2 separate regions of the Mus musculus genome follow, and region 1 is linked to region 2. A link is a contact called in public promoter capture Hi-C data. All regions are on one chromosome and are shown on one strand. Each heading gives the region's core, a stretch centred on a gene start, on an enhancer-like site or on the middle of the called end of the contact. The rest is flanking DNA. Distances are from core to core; before and after follow the strand shown. Region 1 holds the start of Ubqln4 (ubiquilin 4). Region 2 holds the start of Ube2q1 (ubiquitin-conjugating enzyme E2Q family member 1).

Region 1 (7,184 bases), core at 1,414-3,913, 1.2 Mb before region 2:
AGGTCAGGACCAGGAACCCAACTCGTATGCTGCTCTGGCAGTAGGCTTGAGTTCGAATCCCAACACCAACACTGTGCTCACAATCATCTATAACAGCAGTTCAGGGGCTCCAATGCCTTCTTTCAGCCTCCTTGGGGGCATCATGCATGCACATGGGGCACATATATACCACCTGGGCAAAGCAACTCATACATACAGAATAAAACAAACCTTAAAAAGGTAAAAACAACTCCCCCCCACACACACACAACCCAACTTATGTCTCTTCTTTTCCTATGGTGTAACTTTTCAAAATGGGGATCAATTAGGGTGGGTCAACATTTGAAAATAACAATAAAAATGTCATGGCACATCTATGTGAGAGAAGTGATGTTTCACAGAACTTGCTCCAGTGTGTATACTAGCCTCTGACTCAAAAATAAAAACTGTGTTTCTTGGAATGGGTTCTAGAATCCCAAACACTCTAGGCAACTGCTCTACCACTGAGCTCCACATCTGTCCCTTAAAAAGCATTTCTTAGAGCTTAGCTAGGCTGCAGTGACACCAGCCCTGGACTCAGTACCCAGTGTGAATGAGAGTGGGTGTAAAGAATGGGCTGCCAGCATGACAGTGAAGAGCTTCCCAAGGGGCCTTCCCCACTGCAAACACCTTTTTCAGTTCTGCACACTGCCACTCTTCAGAGGACTTTAGCCCTTTCTCCCGACAACCTTTTCCCATTCTGTGATGCTCCATCTTTACTGATCTTTGTCCAAGCCTCACTCCGCCCTCGGCCCTTTGCAATTGCTGTTGTCAGAAATACTTGCAAAGTCTGCTCGGTGGTGGTGTACACCTTTAGTCCCAGGACTTGGGAGGCAGAAGCTAGCAGATTTCAGAGTTCAGCCTGATTCTATAGAGTGAGTTCCAGGACAGCCAGGACTACACAGAGAAGCCCTGTCTCGAAAAACAAAAAAAGAAAAAGAAAGAAAGAAAACAAATACTCGAAGAGAGCCTGCCTCAGTCTCTCGTGTACTGAACTAGAGGCATAAGCCACCATAGCAAGCACTGTTAGAAATATTTCCCCAAATGATTGCTGTATGGCTTAATTCTCTTCCCCTTTCCTATCGTCCTTCGGATCTTTTAACAAATGTCTCCTTTTCACTGAGATGGACCCTCACATAGGCCAGCACCGTACTCTCACTTCCTTTTTTAATATCTATGTTTTATTTGGCAAGGTGCGATGGTGCACACCTGCAATCTCAGGGTTGAGGTGGCAGAAGCAGGATAATCATTGCAAGTTCGAAGTCAGCCTACTTTACTCCATACCATGCAGTCCATCAGGATAAATTTGAGACTGTCTTCATTAAACGCTTGGTTCCCGTTCCTATCATACGCGGCCCAGATGTTACTGGCGATGGCCGCAGTGACCCGGGCATCTGTGTCCCCATAACCGGAGTAGGCCAGCAGCGATCCCTCATTATTCAGCAGCCTGGCAAGAATGGGAAGGATATCAACAAACTCAGGAAGAGTGAAAGGTCTGAGTTCCTATCCCAATTCCAGCTACTGGCGCTTTTAGGAAGCAAGAATCCAGGAACACGCTAATCAACTGTCCATTTCCCTTTCCGAGGAAGCCCTCAAGCAGGGTTTCCGAAGCTGCAGCTTGCAACATTAGCCACCTCCCGGCGTAGGGCTCTTCCCTACCCCTACTGCAGACAGCCGCGCGCCGCCCCATTCCAGCGCTCGCTGCTTGGGTTCTTGTTCACTCACAGGGTGCTCTGGACTCCTCCAGTGTTGGCTTGGCTTAGCACCTGCGTCAAAGCCTTGGGACGCAGCATGCCTGCGTCTCTTAACCCTGACCTGCACCAACACACCCCTACAGTCGCAGCCTCTTGCTCTCCCTCAGTCGCTTCCGGTGGCCCAGGAGCCCAGCTACGAGGCGCCTGGGAGTTGTAGTCACCGGGCCCATCTACTGAGGCTCTGGCCCAATTCCCGCCCCGCGCGAGGGCCTCTGGGAATCGTAGTTTCATGTGATCGCTCAAGGAATTCTGGGAACCATAGTTCAGCGTTCCAGTGGGACCATGTGGTTGTGGAGTTGGGGGGGGGGAGAGCGGGAGCGCAAGGACAGTGGCAACGGTGGAAATACTTTTAACATCTTCCACGCGAAGGACGCCTTCGTGCCTACTGGTCAATCGCAATCTAATAATAAATCTATCTGTTAGGCACATCCTTGACCATTTTTTAAAGCAATATTGTACGCTAGTCACAATTCTGTGGGGTCTTGCTCTTTTACTCCCAAGGCTCAGAGAAGCCACGTAGGCAAACTCCAGGTCTCTGAAACCGTCCTTAATGGCTCCCTCGGGGCGGTTCCCCGGAGGCCACGACTGCTCGAATCCGCAGAGGTCTTAAGGACGTCCTGAACCAGGAACGAACCCAGGCCTCTCAAGAAAACCAAGTGACCCCAGGGAACGGAGATAAGACGGCGACAACGAAAGTCCTTTGTCCGAACAGGAGGGAGCCGCAGGCGGCCCTGAATCTCCCGCCCTCCGCGCTGTCCGGCCCGGGCCAGCTGCGCACCCTGCTCGGGCCTGGGCCGCCCCAGCTGCAGTGCTCCCCCAGGCCGCCCGGGGCGCTGTGGCTGCGGCTGTCCGGAGTGGGCGGCGGAGCCTTGGGGAGGGGCGGGAGGGGGAGTTGGAGGCCCCGGAGTCGGGCCGGGCCGGGCGGGCCGGGAGGAGGAGGAGGAGGAGCCGGACGGGCTGGCGGGCGGCCGGGCGGCGGCATGGCGGAGCCGAGTGGGGCTGAGACGAGGCCCCAGATTCGGGTCACCGTCAAGACCCCCAAGGACAAGGAGGAGATCGTGATCTGCGATCAAGCCTCGGTCAAGGAGGTAGTATCTGGCTGGGAGGAGACAGGAGGGCGGGAGCAGCGCACCGAGGGGGTCAGAGCAGAGAGGGAGACCTCGGGGTCGGCCTGGCGCCGGGGACGGGCCCCCGGCCGGGGCGGAATCCAGGGGCATACAGGCGGGAGAAGCGGGTAGGGGGCGCCCTGCCAGGGCTAGTCCGGGGAGCGTGGCGCGGGTAGGGGCCGGTTTGGCCGCGCTACCCGGGCTGGGGGCGTGGTGGGGGAGCTTGAGGAAGGGACACCTTGCTTGCGGGCTCCATTTGGAGCCTAGGCTTGAGGAGAGTGTGCTCCAGGGTCACTGGTAGAGGTTCCAGGCGCTAAGGCACCGTGCGGCCCGAGCGAGCTGCGGCTATGCTCTCCCGGGAGTGTCGCGTGGTGGTGGTGCCCTCTCTCTCTCTCTCTCCCTCTCTCTCTCTCTCCACAGAGCCTCCTTGTCGCAAATCGAAACGGTTGTGTAGTTCAGTTTTCTGCTCTACAGGATTTGCTGAGCGCAGTAGGTGCTCAACAAAATAATATAGAATGAGTGAGGGAGTATTGCCTGTGTTCCCCACTGCTTGAAGCTGCTCCAGAATTGCACATAGGCGGGGCTTAGAATAGGCCATCTGGTTGGAAGAGAGGGATCTTTTGCTTAGCAAGTGCACTGTTTATAGTTAGAATATGTGTTGTGTTGTGTTGTGTTTTGGAGGAGCTGATAGAATCTAGAAAATTTAACTCGCCCCAGTGTAGCCGTTGGTACCACTGCTGCTCTCTCATTAGAGAATTTTAAGTCCCCTGGGAAAAGCTGAATTATAAAACAGCTCTTATTGAGAATGTGTCTGATGAAGACATTGATGTCCAGACCTGAGTTCCTATATCCCCGGATACATTACCTCTTCTCTGATCCTTATCTTTAAATTCCCAGCCCTGGGGAGGTAGAAGCAGGTGGATCTATCTGAGTTCGAGGTCTACATAGAAAGTTCCAGGACAGCAAGAGCTACATGCAGAGACCCTGTCTCTTAATTAATTAATTAATTAATTAAATTTAATTAATTTAATTAAGTAGAGATGGTAACTAACACACTAGATTCCTCAATAGATCTCAATAATACTCTAGATTATCTGTTATAGTGATGAGGAAGCTGGGACTGAAAAGCAGAGAGAAGGCTGAAGAGAGACAGCCTGAGCCCAAGGCTAGTTGAAGGATTTAGGATGGGGAGGGCTGCCCATGCCTCTGTGAGGTATCACTTTCAGAGAATTGGGTGGTGGGACAGAAGCTGCTGTTGTGGATAGCAGCAGGGGCTTTCCAGGGTTGGGATACTGTGTCATGGAACTAATTGAATGGATTCTTGTAGCTAGAGGGGCAGAACTGAGGGTCAAGTCTTGCAGCGGGGCGCAGTTGGCCTCTGCAGTGATCTCTGCCTCTTGACCACAGTTCAAGGAGGAGATCTCCCGGAGGTTTAAGGCTCAGCAGGATCAGCTGGTCCTGATCTTCGCAGGCAAGATCCTCAAGGATGGGGACACCCTGAGCCAGCACGGCATCAAGGATGGGCTCACAGTCCACCTAGTCATCAAAACCCCTCAGAAGTAAGTACAGACAGGAGCTGCCCTTGCTCCTGATTGTGACCTCACCTCCCATTCTTTCTCACCTGTTCAGCAGCCAGGCCTGGCACAGATGGATAAGGTCTTACCTCTGGGGGAGCCTGTCAGTACTCCCAGGTTGCCTTAGAGACTGTTGATAACTGATACCATCCCTCTCCCCAGCATCCTGCTAGCCTGGGGTAAGGGTGGAACAAGGCTGCTTAGGAGGTGGCTTGAGCTGTCAGTCCAAGGCCACCTTGTCACTTGTGCACACTCCAGCCAGGTTTCCCTACTCTTTGTCCTCAGGGCTCAAGATCCAGTGACTGCTGCTGCTTCTCCTCCATCCACTCCTGACTCTGCCTCTGCACCCTCCACCACGCCTGCCTCACCTGCCGCCGCCCCTGTCCAGCCCTGCAGCTCTGGCAATACAACTTCAGATGCTGGCAGTGGAGGGGGGCCCTCTCCAGTGGCTGCAGAGGGGCCCTCAAGTGCTACTGCATCGATCCTCTGTAAGCCTTTAGCGGGGGAGAGCATAATTTTGTATTGGCCAGGGGAGTGGGGTGCACAAAGATAAAGAAGAAGAATGGTCCCTGATCCCTAGTCCTAGTCCCATGACCGTAGTCACTCTTCCAGATGTTGGAACTTAAGCCAAGCTGGGGTGGGGAATGAATGATCGGTTTATGATGGTTTTTTTTTTTTTTTTTAAAGATTTATTTATTTATTATATGTAAGTACACTGTAGCTGTCTTCAGACACTCCAGAAGAGGGAGTCAGATCTCCTTACAGATGGTTGTGAGCCACCATGTGGTTGCTGGGATTTGAACTCTGGACCTTTGGAAGAGCAGTCGGGTGCTCGTACCCACTGAGCCATCTCACCAGCCCTTATGATGGTTTCCATGATTTCAGAGATGGACTCAAGTTCAGGAACAAAAGGAAAGATGGCGTTGGGGGAGGGGAGTCCTGGGTAAAGAGGGGAATGGAGAAAGGTGGGTCTACTTCTGTTCAATGCTATGCTTAGCTTGCCCCCTGCCTTTATAGAGGTCTCTTTCCTGGAGTTGTGGGAGTGACTGAAGAGGGAGGGACATGTCAGAAGCAATTAGGGTCTATCTTGGAAAGTCTGCTGGATCTTGGAAGGGTCTGAGAGGGAGACTCTGACCCTGCTCCTTCCCACAGCTGGCTTCGGAGGCATCCTGGGACTGGGCAGCCTGGGCCTGGGCTCCGCCAACTTTATGGAGCTGCAGCAACAGATGCAGAGACAGCTCATGTCCAATCCTGAGATGCTGTCGCAGATCATGGAGAACCCCTTGGTCCAGGATATGATGTCAAACCCTGATCTGATGCGCCACATGATCATGGCTAATCCCCAGATGCAGCAGCTGATGGAGAGGAACCCCGAGATCAGCCACATGCTCAACAACCCAGAGCTCATGAGGCAGGTGGGTCTGGGAGAAGACTGGGGAGGGCGGACGCTGGTGTTGGCTGTTCTGAACTTCCGGTTTGCTCCTTCTTCTTGTTCATTGAGTTGAGCTGGTGTGCTTTGAACACTTGATATGGTTATGAACAGACATGGGTCAGGAACTCCTTGACCCTAAGCCAAGTGGGACAGATGTGCAGGCAGTGCTGGACATAATGATGCCTTAGGAACATAGTAAGGGCTCCAACCCTGCTCTGGGGCTTATAGAAGGTCTCCTACAAGTGTCACTAAGCTAAGACCCAAAGGAAGACTGTATATGAACCAAGGAAAGAAAAAAATAATGTTCGAGGCCAAGAACCCTCAGTAGGAAGGTCCAGACAGTGTTTGGGAACACAGCAGCTGAACATGCCTGGTGGAGGACACCAGTGGAAATCATAGTCTTGTCTTGTCTTGTCTTTTCTTGTCTTTTCTTTTCTTTTCTTTTCTTTTTCTTTATTTTTTAGACAGTGTGTAGTTGGAGTTTTCTACTTTGTGGGTTCTTCTTTTCCTTATTGCCACCCTCCACCCCTGGCTCCATTCCCCCTACACCCCAGTTTTATCCCCTAACACTAGATAGGAGAGAAAAAAGAATAGAGGGGAGAAAGAGATAGAGATCCCTAAATTTATTTAACTTTTCTTTCTTCTTGTTTCTTCTTTGCTTGTAGCTGGTTTTTGCTACCTTATGGTTTCTTCCTCACACACCCCCCACCCCCATTTCACCCCCTATCACTAGAGAAAGGATAGAGAAGAAAGATCTATGAATCTAATTTTTTTTTCTTCTTTTGTGTTGTTTGACCACAACTACTAATAAACCGCAAACAACCCTCCTGAATGGTCAATACCCACCCACCCACCCACCTCTTGGGGCCCTAGCATTTATCTACCCTCTAAAAACTTCCCAAAATCCCAAATGTCACACAGTGGCAGAAACTCTCTGCAGCTGGCAAAATCTTACACCTCAGCAAGAGCACGAGGCAAATCACAGGCAACTGCTGAGAAGCAGCCCCACAGCTCCATAGGCCCCCGCCTGGGGTTAAAACGAAACATATTCTTATAATATTTGTGGGGGTTTTGTTGTTCTTGTTTTTGTTGGTAGTGGTAGTTTTAGTTTTTTTGAGACAGAGTTTCTTTGTGTGTCCCTGGTTTGTCCTGGAACTCTCTGTGTAGACCAGGTTGACCTTGAACCCAGAGATCCACCTGCTAGTCCTCCCAAGGGCTAGGACTAAAGGTGTGCATCACCACCACCTGGCTATTCTGTGTTTTAAAAAGAAACCAGAATTCCAGTGTCTCTATGTAGCTC
Region 2 (7,722 bases), core at 3,957-6,456:
ACTTATTTAAAATAACATTCATGTCTGTTTTGCTTGTTATTGTTTTATTTTCAAGACAGAGTTTCTCTGTGCAGCTTTAGCTGTTCTGGGACTCATTCTGTAGACAGTCCTAGCCTCAAACTTGGCTCTGCCTGTCTCTGCTTCCTGAATGCTGGGATTAAAGGTGTGTACCACCACTGCTCAGCTGTCATATTTTGGGCACACAAATATACACATAAAACGTACATTTTAGACATTTTGCAAAGAGGATCCAAGTGTGTTATACCTTTGTGATCATCCTTCATTCGTTAATTCACGAGTCTCTTTTCATCTGAGTAAGCATTCTTGGGCTGTATTATTTATTGTACATGCTCAGCAAGCCCTCTGTTGTAGTGTGATTTGTCTTGTGAGCCTGGGCCTTTAAAGGATCCCTAGTTGCTAGTCAACTGGCCTTTTAAGAATTCTTAGCTGTTAGAACTGCCGGACCCTGTGATCTTCAGTGTTGGTTGCCTCTTGGATTTCTGGGAACAGGAGATTTAAAAAAAAAAAAAAAGCCAACTGAGGCTGAGAAAGCACAGGGCTAGCAGAGGGAAAAGAGAAGGGAGTTGAACATGAATTCTTCTAACAGAGTAAAAAGAGAAGACAGTTGGTGACAGCTGAGCCAGGAGAAGCTGAGCTGAGCAGATAGGCTAGAACAGTTGCTATAGTTTGGAGTTGCCAGTACTGAGAAAACTGAGAGAAGGGATTCTTTAAGCATACTGTTGGTGAACTGAGGGAGGAAGGGCTGGGAGAAACCTTTGAAGGGGCCGAGTGATTAAACCAGGACGAGGGCTTATAAATTTCTGCTCAGTGGAAGGGTATCTACTGGGGCTCTGAAGCCCAGGAACTGCACAGCTGATGTGGGGCAGTGTCTCAAGGGCAGGGCATCCCGAGACATGGGAGTCCAGGAGCCACACAGCTCTGAGATTCCTGAAGCCTTCTCAGCAGAGACACTGCAGCTCCCAGGGGAGGGTATCCCAGCTGAGCTGAAGAGATCAGGAAGCTGAGCCCCCTCCCCTGCTTTAATTCTTCCCTTCTCTTCATCGCTTCTTGGCTTATAAGAGTCACACCAGGCAGCAAATCTCATGAAGGGATTGGAGAGATGAATCCAGGAGAAGGAAGGACAAATCCAGGGGTGGCTTCTGGAAATGGACAGCAGAGATTGAACAAAGGGCAGGGCTTATATAGGATTTCTCAGGGGCTAGAACTTTTCGGGCAGATTTCCAATGTGAGGATTGGTGGGATTTCAAGTCCTACGCTTGGGGAAGATCAGGGATTGGTGGGGAGGTTAGCGAGGAGGCAGTGCCACTGTGGACAGCTCCTGCAGTAACTTCTTCCTTTAATGTTAATTTTATGATGGCCACAGGCTGAGGCAGGAAAGAAGGCACTGTCACCGTGGACAGCTCCTGTGGTAATGCTCATGACAGCAGGTGAGGTGTTGTGGTGCGGCCATTTTGAAAACTCTTGTGGTGGTATGACACGGCAGCTGAGGGCTGGAAAGAAGGGCTGAAGTTTGACAGCTCTTACAGTGCACCACTCGGGGACTATAGGGCTGCTAAGAAGTTAAAACAACTGGTTACTGTTTGTAAGAAAAGCAGACATTAGAAAAAAATTAAAACAGTTTATACTCTGCCATTGAGGTAACCCTACAATCCCGATTTCTCTTCCTTATTTTTTTTTTAAGACAGGGTCTGTGTAGCTTAGGCTGGCATCAAATTCATGATCTTCCTGTCTCAGCATCCTGAGTGCTGGATCCCCTCCTTTGTCTTAGAATTTATGCCTTTCTTCCTAACCTCCTTCCACTTCAGAACCAAACCTTGGTTTCCCACAAAGCTCAGCTCTGTTAGTGCTGCTACTGATATTTGCTTCCACAGCTTAAGGCTCTGTTGACCTTTCAATCTTCCCAGTTCTTACAATAAGCTCAAATCCCTAAACGCTCCAAGATCTGGTCTTTGCCTGCCCTACCTCCATCATTCTCCTCTATTCTAGACCAATTATTCTTCTGTTCCTTCAGTTTGATAATCTTTCCTTAAAACCCTGTGTGCCATTGTGATGGCTAAGGAAACTGCATTCTGTACCAGGTACTTCTTTGATACCCACTGGCAGAGCTCTGCCCTAAAGTTCTGAAAGATGAACTCCTAGCAAACTCCACCCTCCACAGAATGGTGTAACTGCTGTGAAATGATTAACAGCTTGCCCTGGCTTCTGTAAACCCACTTATCACTGTTTTCAGAGGTATCCCCTTTAGAGCTGTGAATAAGGGGAAAGAGACGGTGCCTCACATAGCTGAGGGAAGTTAAGAACTTTCTTACACAGCTACAAGTTCCACAGAAGCAAGATAATGGTCATCTCCACCTTCAAAAAAATCCTTCTCTTAACCCCTTGTTGGCAGCATGCCTTTGATGTGGCTTTAAAGTGGCTTTAAAACCCCACTTGCAGTTTTAATAAATCTAATTGTAATTTGAATTGAGTTTGTAGCCTTTGCTGGTGTTCTCACACTCTGTAACTTGAGACATGTCAGCTCTTGCTCCACCCGTGCTACTCACTCTTCAGAAATGAGTGTCCTTCATTCAGAACTCCTTTCCAGATGGCTAGTCTTCCCCTCTGAGGCACTTACTACAGCTAAAAGTCAGTGCCTGAGTGTGTCTCTGTGCATTAAATGTCTGCTTTGCTTAGTTTGTATTTATTGTTAGGAGGGGCAAAGGCCATGGCATGGTGTGTGAAAATCAGAGGACAGCTTTGTGGAGTCTATGCTCTTCTACTTTTTTGGGTACCTAACATTATTAAACTCAAGACACTAGGCTTGTGTGGCATCTGACTGGCCCAAGTGTCTGATTTCCTGTCAGGTTGAGAAAATAAGGACTGAATCTGTTTCATTTAATGCTGTTTCTTCAGTGTATCATACACAGTAGGTGCTCAGTAAATATTTGTCCATTTCCCACATTTAACAAGGCAGTTTGTTTTGTAGATTCTGGTTTTATAATTTCTATTTTCCTTAATATGAATTCCATGAGGGTAGGTTGTTTTTAATCACTTGCCTCTGCATTCACTAAATAAATATATCTACTTCATTTCCAGTTCAGATGGCAACCACACTCATGCCCAATTATCTTAGGTATGATTTTACATGAAGCTTAGCAGCAACCAAAAGAGCTGAGATGCTGAGTGAAGTAGCAATAGAAGGCACCATGCCCCACTGACCTTGACTTCTGGGTTTCTCAATGACAAAGCATAGCATGGATGAGGCCCTGGGCTCAATCTTCAGGACAATAAGTAAATGTATACATTTAAAACTTGTATATGGGGTTGGGGACATGGAAGACCTAAAGTTCCAGTTCCTTGGGTAAGGGCTAAAGGTCATGTGATCTGTGAAAAGTTCTAAAAGGAAGTGTGTGGGGCTAGTAGAATAGGGGAGTTGAGCAAGGTGGTGCATGTGTGCCTATAAGTTAAGCACTGGGAAGCTAAGACAAGAGAATAAGATTCAGGCCAGCCTGGACTATATAGCAAGACCCTGACAATAACAATAAAGGAAGCAGGCAAGCAGACAGAACAGGGTAAAGGACGTGGAGACAGACTTAGAAGTTCTGCTCAGTATCTATACATCCTGACCTTTATCTGTAAAATACAGGTTAAAGCACTCACCTTGCAATGGTGTTAAGGGTTAGAAATATTTGCTTAGTATTCCTGGCTTGGGGAATGCTTGATAAATTAGACTTTTTACAATTACTCTTTTTGTGTGTGATGATGGGGGAGGGTGTCAAATTTGGAGCTTCTACTAGCTAAGCAAGCATTCTACCACACCCTCAGCCCTTATTTATTAGTTATTTGGCCGAGAAAGGAGTTTACTAAGTTATCCAGGTAGGCCTTGGCCTTCTGACTCTCCTAGATAGTTGCGACTACAACCCTGTTCTGCTAGGACTGGCTTACCCTAGTATTTTATGCTTCCAGCTTGTGGACATAGGCACAAAGATGGTATGCAGCTAAATGTTCAGGCTGCTCTGGTCATTAGAAAAACCAGCCCCACCCACACACCCACACTCATCCCCCCAGGCTCAAAGAACACGAATTTCTTAAAACATACGGAGTTAAACTTGGCCTAGTAAAGCTTTCTGCTAACATCACTGAGTGAATCAGTAGCCCAGCACCAAGGTACAGTCAGCTTCCAAAAAACATAGAGGTGGTGACGGTAGACGGGCCAACGGCTCACATGATGAATTGGTCCCAAACCCATCAGGCCTTACAACATCCTGGCACCTGCCAGTTTGCAGCTCTGGGTTTCAGGACCCTCCGTTGTCCTTTGTGATAGTGCCACCTAGTGGGAACGACGAGGTACTGCCGCAAACTTCAAGCCCCGTTCAGGATCAGTGCGACGAGGTGGGAAGAAGAATAGCAGGTAGGCGTGGGTGTCGTCTATGCAACCCCTAGCTTAGTACTCTGCACTCACACATAACGAAGCCCTGTGATTCTGTGGAGGAAGCCGCACCATCTGTCCCCTCAGACGTAGCTGACCAGCGACCATACTCGATACTTCAGTATCCCTGCACAGAGCCTTTGGGAACAGGCTAAAGAGGCCTCCCCGTCTTGTACAGTGCCATTGTTGTGATGGAGAAACTGAGGCTCCCCAGGAGCGTAGATAACCCAAGGTCACACACCATAGAGGAACCGCAGGGAGATCCAAGTCCGTTTCTCCGACCGTAGCGAAAGGCGCCTTCCCGCCGCAGACGCGGAGGCCGGTGACCCGGCCCGACGACCCCCATGGGAATACAGGACAGACACGGCCATGCGCCGCACGCGGGGGCCGCGGGACGCAAGCAGGAAGCCAGAGTCCCGCGCGGGGAGCCCCTGGGAACACAGGCACCGGCCACGTGACAAGAGACGCCGGCCATGTGACAGGGAAGCGCTGGCAAAGGCCCCCCGGTGCACGGTCACGCACGACGCACGTACACGCACGGAAGCGCTTCGAGCAGCGAGGCGAGGGCCTAGGGTCACATGTGGAGGGTGACAGGCGCGGGCCGGGGGGCGGGAAAGACGCGCGGATCACGTGCCGGGGGCCGGAGCTCAGAGGTCACGTGAGGCCGGAGGCGGGGCCGCCGCGGAGGGGGAGGGGCGCGCGGCTTCCGGCGGCCGTGGGGGGGGTGGGCCGGCGAGCGGAGGGGGCCTGTCCCGGAGGTGGCGGCGGCGCCATCTTGGCGAAGGGGGGATCAGGAAGTGCGGACCGCGGCGGCGGCGGAGCCCGGAGCGGAGGCCGGAGGCTCCCGGCCCGCCGGCCCCGGAGCGGAGCGGAGCGGAGGATGCAGCAGCCGCAGCCGCAGGGGCAGCAGCAGCCGGGGCCGGGGCAGCAACTGGGGGTCCAGGGGGCGGCGCCGGGGGCCGGGGGCGGCCCGGGAGGGGGCCCGGGGCCAGGGCCCTGCCTGAGGCGGGAGCTGAAGCTGCTCGAGTCCATCTTCCACCGCGGCCACGAGCGCTTCCGCATTGCCAGCGCCTGCCTGGACGAGCTGAGCTGCGAGTTCCTGCTGGCCGGAGCCGGAGGGGCCGGGGCCGGGGCTGCGCCCGGACCCCATCTCCCCTCCCGGGGATCGGTGCCGGGGGACCCCGTCCGCATCCACTGCAACATCACGGTGAGGACCTCGCTTGCGCCACGCTGGGGGTCCCTTGTCTGGTGATCGAAATCACACCATACAACCTCCTGCTCTCGAAGGACCCGGAGGCCAGAGCCCCCCTCTTGGTGCTTGGCTCCTTCTCTCCAGGCTACACTTGTTTCTTCAGCTTGAGGTTCTGTGGTGCAGTCACAGTCTCTACTGTTGACCCCTGAGAGCAAGGGACATCGGGACATGTGGCCCCTCAACCACCTCCTCCTATGAATCCACCCACACCTCAGGTTTTATGATTTTGGCTCCTTCTGCTTACTCCTCCACAACTTTACCATGTCACCTAGAAATGACCCATTCTTCTCCCCACCCCAACTCTAATAAGATTCCAGGCCTGTGCTGGAAGGACGTAGCCTGGAACTCAGCCCGGTTCCATAATGACCCTTCTCAGTAGTTCTTTCCACTTATATGTACCCACCTGTAGGCTCCCTGCCTAGGCATCCCTCGTACAACCCCTCTTTGCTCCCTGAATTTCACTAAAGAATAGTGCCGTTCATTGACCCCACGTTGGATCTCCTCTTACTAACTCTGGTGTAACTAACCTTTAATTCCTCTTTTTGCCTTGGCTCGTAGCAGCTTTGCCACTTCCTCCCCACTCCTGGGGTCACATCTGCTTATCCTAGGTGACTGTCACCTTTTCTGGTGGTGACAGCAATGTGTGTTTTGAGCGGCAGCAGTGCCATCGCTCCCCAGTAGGCATCGTTCCATCCTACCTATCCTTGGTCAGGAGGCATCTTCCATGCGTCCTGCCTTATTTTATTCCCTAGTGTCCCTTGAGGAAATTGTTGGGTGCAATTTTATAACAGCTGGTACTGCGCGATACAGTGCTCACGTTGTTGGATAACGCCCACTGTAATGGTCTTGTCCCTCCTGGAGCACCTTTATCCACACTGGAAACGGGAGTTGCCTGGGGGGAAGACAGACGTGAATTTTGTGGTTCTTGGAGGCTTTGATTCATTTTTTTTTTCATGGTGTTTTCTAGCCCTTTCTGCCACCAAACCAGGTCGTGGTTTGGTGAGGTAACTTTGGGAGTGGAGTAATAATGAGATACTTGAGTTTTGATGGGGCCTCATCTATCCCAGCTGAGGCTTACCTCACCAAGCTAGGACCACCAGGAGTGGCTCAGTCAAGTAAAGATTGTAGCATCTTTGGTACTGTTTTTCCTGCAGCACTGGTTAGAGCTGTGGCATCGCTAAGATCCCCAGTAGAAGTGGGTAAGGCTTCCTTGGCATGTGTTGAAACATCAAAGATTGGATTTTGCTAAGTGGATTCACTTACGGGTAGGTTTGCCTCCTCCAGCTGCTTCCTTTCGGTTGCCAAGGCCATCTACTATCTTTGTCTTTGGGGGTTCTCAGCTGCAGTGCCCATGGCCCCTCTAAAAGAAACTTGGCCTACACTGGCCCTCTTGCCTTGGGCAGAGGAGGGGAGTCTGTTCAGGCTCCTGTGGCATGGTGGCTCAGGAATGCTGGGAATGCCAGTAGCATAGGCTCTGTTCTCCCAGCCCATGCCTGGGCTCAGGATGAGGGCAGGTTCCTGAGGGAGCGGTAGGGAGAATGGGTCTTAGAGGGACTCTGGGGGGTGGGGGTGGATCTTGCTACTAGCTTTGGAGACTATTTTATTAGTTCCTTCTCCCCTGGTGGCTACAAGCCTGCATTTTTCACATCAGTGTGACTGTTATGAGGTGATCTTCCCTCCCCTGAGTTTGGAAACACTGAAGGAGTCTGGCCTGGTGTGGGAGAACTTGGAGTGTGGCAGGCAGGCAGGCAGGACAGTAGAGCCAGAGCTTCCTTTACTGTCTTCAGCTTTCCCTGGTTTGTACTCTGAGAGGAAGAGAGTCCGCAGGTTGCTTCTTGGGTATGGTCCTTCCAGGCTAGTTTTCTAGGGAAGCTGAGGTTATAAGTGTAGGACATGGTGGTGGGAAGAAAGGAACCAGAAGAAGGAAGGCTAGGCAAAAACTGGTTTCTCGTAAAGTTTCTCATTGTGACCACTCTTCCTGTTTCCCCCTCAGGAATCATACCCTGCTGTGCCCCCCATCTGGTCGGTGGAGTCCGATGAC

Evidence for each region. Promoter capture Hi-C pulls out the DNA fragments that hold promoters and counts their contacts.
Region 1: a promoter capture Hi-C map of liver shows a contact between it and region 2, with 7 times the contacts expected there. The contact joins the promoter of Ubqln4 here to the promoter of Ube2q1 in region 2. A contact is called at or near these places in 2 of 39 promoter capture datasets (liver and pre-B cells), 1 of 484 Hi-C or Micro-C datasets (B cells), 1 of 115 datasets of contacts at active chromatin or transcription factors (cardiomyocytes) and 1 of 9 other capture datasets (liver).

Annotation. Positions count from the first base shown.
Region 1 is chr3:88,551,053-88,558,236 of GRCm38.p6, forward strand. Ubqln4 (ubiquilin 4) reads left to right here and starts at 2,664. Exons shown (of 11, transcript NM_033526.2): 1 at 2,664-2,860; 2 at 4,286-4,437; 3 at 4,738-4,940; 4 at 5,605-5,867. The coding sequence starts at 2,753. It overlaps Lamtor2 (late endosomal/lysosomal adaptor, MAPK and MTOR activator 2), which reads right to left and starts at 1,899. Exons shown (of 4, transcript NM_031248.4): 1 at 1,744-1,899; 2 at 1,303-1,465. The coding sequence starts at 1,811.
Region 2 is chr3:89,768,403-89,776,124 of GRCm38.p6, forward strand. It overlaps Ube2q1 (ubiquitin-conjugating enzyme E2Q family member 1), which reads left to right and starts at 5,207. Exons shown (of 13, transcript NM_027315.4): 1 at 5,207-5,636; 2 at 7,675-7,722. The coding sequence starts at 5,310. 4632404H12Rik (RIKEN cDNA 4632404H12 gene) reads right to left here and starts at 4,998. Exons shown (of 2, transcript NR_130957.1): 1 at 4,100-4,998; 2 at 1-1,160.